Regions from separate parts of the Danio rerio genome. Here region 1 is linked to region 2. The links are chromatin contacts, called in public HiChIP or PLAC-seq maps. All regions are on one chromosome and are shown on one strand. Each heading gives the region's core, a stretch centred on a gene start, on an enhancer-like site or on the middle of the called end of the contact. The rest is flanking DNA. Distances are from core to core; before and after follow the strand shown. Region 1 holds the start of birc2 (baculoviral IAP repeat containing 2). Region 2 holds the start of arhgap42a (Rho GTPase activating protein 42a).

Region 1 (3,779 bases), core at 448-2,947, 110 kb after region 2:
CATAGATTTTATTGAGAGAATAGCTGTGTGTGTGCAAACAGCGTCGATTTGTTTGGTGCCGTGTCTGAGTCCACTGGATCCATTCTGAGGTACACCCAGCTCTTACAAGGGTTTTCCATTTCAGTCATTATTTCATTATTAACATCTGTGCAGTTTAGATACTTAAATTATGTAATTAAAAACAATTAGTTAAAACGCTTATTACTTTATTCAGGTATCCACATACACAAAGAAAACATAATAGACTGTCTAATTGCAGGATTAAGTGTAATAAACTAAGGCTGTGAAATCGCCTAATACTCAGTAGGTACTGTATTTGAATTTAAACATACTACTCAGCCGTTAGAAAATTACGTTCTATACAGTATGAAGCATTATGAGCATTATGAATGGAATTTGAATGTGCTACATCCACCATTTTGTCTTGGTGACGTGACCTACCTGCCTCAGTTGCATCACTTCACTCCCATTTATGAATTCTATGGTGGGGCATCATAGGATAGTGCAGCGTGCTTGGAATACACACTTCAGAATCTCGCTGGAAGTAGTAGGTCATCTGGGTACTTCTCGCATACTGATTTTCAAATTCTGTGAATTTGTACATTCTACTGGGCTCGCATACTGATTTTAGCGTACTATATAGAATGGAAGTTTGTGGTTTCGGACGCAGCCTAATTTAGAATCTTAATGTTGTCATACTTAATGTCGTTTTGTTATAAAATATAAAAAATAAACTATAATGTGTTACATTAAAATAAATTACTATAGTTAATGATATAAAATGAATACAGTAAAAAATGATAAACTATCTTTTACTAAACTGTATCAAATGTTATATATATGTGTGTGTGTGTGTGTATGTATGTATGTATCTGTATGTATATATATATATATATATATATATGTGTGTGTGTGTGTGTTTGTGTGTATTTAAATTAATTATTAAAAGTTAATTTGTCTGTATTGCTATATTTGTTGCTACCATAATTACCACAAATTACCATATACCATGTGGTTCAAAAACTATATATTACTTTCTATAAATTACTATGGTATTTAATGTGGAAAAACATGAATAAAAAAAGTTAACACTATTGTCTATTGTGTACACTATTTATTAAAAATATAACTTTTATATAAAAATATATTGATGACGAGGTCCGAGAGATGACGTTAATAACATTAATATCTGTCGTAACCATATATGGTTCGCCCATGCAGTGAGTACTTGGGGGGACATTTCCGGGGCTTTGTTTCGTTCTCACCCGCAAAAAAACAAAAACAAAACAAAAAAAAAAACACAGGCAAACCTAAGATTTAATCTTTTTGGGGTATTTCCCCCTTTAGAAAATAAAATAAAATAGAAATAAATTAATTTCCCCCATTATAATCAGATTTTAACCTTGTAAACCGAATCTCTTAAGAGAGAAAAAAGTCACTTCCTCTGTATTCAAATCATTAATCAAGTTCTCTGTTGTGGTTTTTTCCTCTATAAATTGTATCTCGTACATAAATTCCAGTTTATTGCCATGAACATTTCTATCAGTAATTTATCTCTTGTTGTTTTAGTTGAAATCGAGCTATGGACAGTTGCATTGGTCTACTTCACCCACAATAAAATACAATAAATATATATGTTTACATTTAAAAACAAGCTAATAAAAGAATGGCATATGACATCATTTCCGTTTCACCAGCCGTACTGGATCGAACAGAAGAAAGGACATTTTGTGCTGTTGAACAAAATGCGTTTTTATTCTTAGCGTAGGTGAGTCGATCGTTTTGTAACCATTCTGCTGTCAGATGGCACTGTTTAATGGCAGTTGCGGGATTGTAGGTCTTGCTATTTGACATCTAACTTTAACGTTAAACAGAAGAACTCGCTGTCTGATGCAACACCCAAAGTCCTCGGTAGAAAATGGCAGTGCTTACTGTCTGTTGACCGCAAATAGGGGATTTTACCAGTGGTTCCGACTCATTGGCCAAACTCGTGGTCTGCATGCAGACGGAATGACTCATATCGAGCAGTTTCTTATTCGACATGTAGAATTATGTAAATAGACAGAACATACCAGAACAAGAGTTGGAAACTTAAGCTTGTCATTTGAATAATCGTCATCATCATTTAGCGGAAATGCGTTACGTTGTTGTTTTTTTGCATTATCCATAAAATATTGATGTAAATAACTTTGGTCTACTTCGGTTGTAACAAGGTGCTATAAATAAAGGTTGAAGTATAAACAGGTCAATGTTTTAAATGTTGTCTGGCTTCCGGGATTGAAATTGCATAGGTAAACCTAAGTTACGTGTTAAATAATTCGTTGAAGGAATGAGGAAGTGAGACTTAAAACACGGAAAAATAATCAAAACTTTTAAGAGTTGAAAGGGTAACAGCAATATATATATAGTTATAAGAGTTATAAGAGTTGAGAGGGTAACACCAATATATATATATATATATATATATATATATATATATATATATATATATATATATATATATATATATATATATATATATATGTATGTATGTACACATATGCCATTATCAGTCATAATTAAACAAAATTGTATGTATGTGTATATATATATATATATATATATATATATATATATATATATATATATATATATATGCATACATACAATTTTGTTTAATTATGACTGATAATGGGATATGTGTACATTAAATAATTTTTGTCATTGTAATTATGTAGAGTGATACTAAAAGTTAACCTGAATGATTTGAAGAATAAATCACAGCCTTGTCGAAATTCAAGTTGATAATTATTATGAAAATATTCTAGTGTTTATTGTAAATTGTTTATCAAACCCCATCATTTAAAAAAGATATATACCTTTTGTAATTTTTAATCTCTCCCTTGCAGCAAACCACTAATCTAATCTAAATACACTTACTTCAAGTGAGTTCTGTCCTTGTAAAAATATATTTTACAACAGGGAAAATGGTTGCGAAATCCTATTCATAAAAGTATTTATTATACTAAGTATTTTCAGTAATAATTCACCGCATCTTGTTGACTGAAGTTTAACTATTACCTTTCATCTTTAACTCAAACAGGACATCAGTTAAGGTCTGTGTATTTAACAAAAAATCTCTTTGTTTTTTCCAGATTCCTGCATCATAGGAGAAGGAAGCACATACATCCCACGTCAGCATTCTGTTTGTTCAAGATTTAATAAATTTTTTTAATAAGGTCATGTATTCTACCATGGACGACTAGACCCCATTCAGGGGATGTCCAGCAGAGAGAAAGATTTGAATGGATACACCCTGTGGTCACATTTTAGTGTTTGTATGTTAGATTTCTTACTAATATGTTACACTTCAAAGAAGGCACTTCTTCACTTTTAAAAATGTGTTTTGGTTTGTGTAATAGTGGTGTATTTCTCATTGATAAAGGTTGAGCTTCCAGAGTCTCTAGAATGATCATCTAAACGTTAAGTTGTGCATCACATTATGTTCATGCAGTTTTAGTTCAGGGCACATGTCACCGGTTCTGTGATGAAACCCAGTTGAGTAACCCACTGTTTTGTAATCCAGGCGTGTTGTAAGGACATAAAGAGGAGTCTTTTTTTTTTTTTTATAAATGTTTTCAAAGGTTGTGTAATCTAGTTTGTCTTACTCGCATAGTTCATCATTAACATCTACATGCGTGCGCACACACACAGGGTATGACAATCAAGCCTTTCTCTCTGCTGGCTATCCCCTTCCCCATTTCTCTTTCTCAAATGGAAATATTACAAAACAGTGCTTT
Region 2 (3,669 bases), core at 769-3,268:
AATATTTAAGTAATGAAAAAATAAATTGAACATACCATTATTATCTGAAGCAGTGAACAACAACAGTTTCTGAAAAAAAGAGTAGTATCTAATTCATTAAAATGTCAGTACACATGCATTGATAAACTATAGCACAGTTTCCCTTAATGCATTAGTAAATTATTTAACATTTTACCTGTTTTAATAAGACCTTGCAGTACAGCTAAGGGTAAGCATTTGCAGACAGCACTGACAAAAACAACGTTATATAAACAGTTACCAAACAGCTTACCTAAAGGGCGAACCATGTCTCAAGAAGTTCCCCGGCTTGTTCCAAGAGACCTTTCTAAAGAACAGGATTGTGGGTCATGTTAAAAATAGTAGCCTCAACTGCCAGTAGCAAATTACATGACCTGTAGATATACTGTATAAAAACAGACAATCATTTTCTTCAAATAAAAGGCTATCTGTTTTGTCTATCTTACTCTAATTAAAATCACCATGCTGAGGTCAAACAGAGGACAGCAGATTAGCAGAATGAGTTTTTCCAAAGAAAAAAAAAATTGTAATGTTTCATGAGTGGGTCACCAGATGGCAGTCATTCCCTTTGGATTGGAGGACTGGGCTTCACATGCACATGTTATTTATTTAGGTAACAGTTTTGATAGCTGGACAAAAAATGTGTTCTTTATCATACTTTTGATATTGACCTTTTTTTATGTTTTGTTAATAATGTTTTTGTCATGTGATGCTCATAATGTTACTTTGACTTCATCTCAAGGTTTAGGGATGTCCAAATATACATCCTTTTATCAAACTGCCTATCCTATAAGGGGCTGTAGGGTTGGTCCAGGACTAACATGCGACATATAATACAAAATGATCTGCCTTGTTTTTAGCCATACTTTGATTGCACAGAAAATAGATGTGCAGTTTGGCCAAATATTAAAACAAAATAATTATTTATTTTGAACAATCTAGAATTAGCAATGAATTTTATTGAACCTAAAATATATTTTCAAATATATTTATCACATATTCAAAATTAATTTTAGAGGGAATAATATATATATATATATATATATATATATATATATATATATATATATATATATATATATATATATATATATATATATATATTTAAATATATTTCAGGGCGGCACGGTGGCTCAGTGGTTAGACTGTCGGGTCACAGCAAGAAGGTCGCTAGTTTGAGTCCCGACTGGGTCAGTTGGCATTTATGTGTGCTATTTGCATGTTCTCCCCGTATTCGCATGGGTTTCCTCCAGGTACTCTGGTCTTCCTCACAGTCCAAAGACGTGCTATAGGTGAAATGAATAAACTAAATTGGCCAACGTGTATTTGTGTGAATGGGTGTGTATGGGTATGGCTGCTTAAAACATATGCTGGATAAGTTGGCGATTCATTCCACTGTGGCGACCCCTGTTAAATAAAGGTACTAAGCTGAAGGAAAATGAATGAATGAATGATTTCAAAATATATAAAACATCTAAAATATATATAATTTAAAAAATATGTTTTTAAATAATATATTTATGTAAATAATATTTGTAATATTCTAATAATGTGTCAATATTATTTGGTAATTTTTGGATATTCTTATATATTTTAAAAAGATATTAAACACATTTCAAAACATATTTGCCCATATATATTTAAATAAGAAAATAGGATTCTAGCTTTATTTTTATGCCTAAACCATCTAAAGTAATAATAAGTTATAATATAATAAATATAATATAATAAATATAATATAATATAATATAATAAATATAATATAATATAATATAATATAATATAATATAATATAATATAATATAATATAATATAATATAATATAAAAAAATCAAGAGTTTTGAACCTCAGTTACAAAATAGGCTATATGTATTTCATAGTACACAGGCTCATACAACTTCTACAAAGTGACCCCAGGAGGGTGTAGTAGCCTAAAAAGTAAACCCAGCAGCAGCAGCTCAGTGGTGTAATCATGTCCTGATGTCGTCCTGTAGGTGAGCGGGATCAGACCAGTAGGAGTCACCGCGAGCCTCCCTTTCTCCCTCTGCTCTGCTCAATCTCTCCGTGATCCAGCAGGGAAACAGAATGCCGGAAGTGGGGTTTCGGGATACAGAGTTTCGGGACTCGTAACCGTTGAAAGTTCACACTATCAAGAAACCTACTTTCCCCGAGAATCAAAGCTTTTCCGGTAGCTTGTGTTCGTCAGCCTTTGTTTCACCGTTTCATTCATCCGGACGTTTACAATGGGGCTCCCGGCGCTGGAATTCAGCGACTCTTTTCTGGACAGTCCTGACTTCAGAGAGCGACTCAAATGCCACGAAATTGAACTGGATCGTACCAATAAATTCATCAAGGAACTAATCAAAGATGGAAATATGCTTATCAGTGCGCTTAAAAGTAAGTTACAGGTCGTGTATGTGTGTTTTGAAAAGTAAGTGATGTATTGAGATTTAACTCACACGTGATCTGACTTTAATTCTTTTTTCTCTAGTTATTGTTGTTACATTATTTGAACTATTTTTGCTAGTTTTTATTTACTTTAACCGTGTGAGGGGAAAAGTGAGAATTCAAAGCACTGATGTAGATTAGATAGAGCAGTGTAGTTGAATGGGTTTGTGTTTTCTAAAAAGAAAGGAACTTTTGTAGTGCCTGACCTTTTGCCCTGTTAAACACCTACTGTAGATATTTCATCAAAATTAGTGAAACTACAGATTTAGAAAAGTGTGTAAATGAGCCTTCTCTGTCTTACACTTTGCTTTTAATTAACCTGTGTTTATCAACTCTAATATCTAGCAGGTTTTAGAAGTGAGCATGTTCAGGCCGGGGTTGTGGTGTGTGTGCATGTTTCATCATCAAACGCCTGGTTATTCACCCAGCTGGGATCTGATATGATATCAAGAAGAAGACGAGTCTCTACTAGATATGCTGTTATCAGCCACTTCGCTAACATGGCTCCTCCTTGCCTCCCTCTAGATATGTTTTTTTTTTGCACTAGTCTTAGTCTTTGAACTTCTCAAGTCCATTCAGCACTGACTATTTTTTGTTAGTTTCAACAGTGTTCTCTTTCACAACTTTATCCTTTATTCTCTGCCACAAAGCAGTCCAGCTGAAGGCTCCTTCTGGCTTTTGTGCCAAACAAAAGGCAGTGAATGTCTTCCCAAAAAAGGACTTTGAACTAAGTCTTTAATTGAGTATTTGTGAGGTCATGTCCTTCCCGTTTGACCAAACAAATTGTTAGTAATGAGTAAGTTGATGTAAATATGCTGAAATTGCAGTAAAGCTCCATCACATAACTCTGTTGTCTTCTGAACAGGTCTTTCTGCAGCTGTGCAGAAATTCTCCCAGTCGCTTCAGGATTTCCAGTTTGAATGCATTGGAGATGCTGAGACCGATGATGAGATTAACATTGGTAAGTAATTAGCAAGTAACCAAGATGTTAATTATATGTGCATTTGATGTAGTTTATCCAGGTTTATTCATGCATCTCAAATTGTGAAGTTTTGCAAAATGTTTGAGCTGCTCTCACAATGAAAGTTGGTTGGCAGTAAACGTTGTCAGACCTAAAAAAAGCAGGATCCTAACTCCCATAGACATCTAGAAAATACACATAGACACATGGAGAATTAAGTTGTCTTAATTACTATGTACTTA

What was found. HiChIP or PLAC-seq counts read pairs in DNA pulled down with a chosen protein or histone mark.
Region 1: a contact with region 2 is called in an H3K4me3 HiChIP or PLAC-seq map of embryo, with 2.6 times the contacts expected there. The contact joins the promoter of birc2 here to the promoter of arhgap42a in region 2. A contact is called at or near these places in 1 of 18 Hi-C or Micro-C datasets (embryo) and 1 of 4 datasets of contacts at active chromatin or transcription factors (embryo).

The regions. Positions count from the first base shown.
Region 1 is chr21:24,302,230-24,306,008 of GRCz12tu, forward strand. birc2 (baculoviral IAP repeat containing 2) reads left to right here and starts at 1,698. Exons shown (of 9, transcript NM_194395.4): 1 at 1,698-1,768; 2 at 3,135-3,779. The coding sequence starts at 3,754.
Region 2 is chr21:24,194,513-24,198,181 of GRCz12tu, forward strand. It overlaps arhgap42a (Rho GTPase activating protein 42a), which reads left to right and starts at 2,019. Exons shown (of 24, transcript NM_001202443.2): 1 at 2,019-2,415; 2 at 3,332-3,427. The coding sequence starts at 2,262. It overlaps fbxo40.2 (F-box protein 40, tandem duplicate 2), which reads right to left and starts at 314. Exons shown (of 4, transcript XM_689616.9): 1 at 272-314; 2 at 36-69. The coding sequence starts at 38.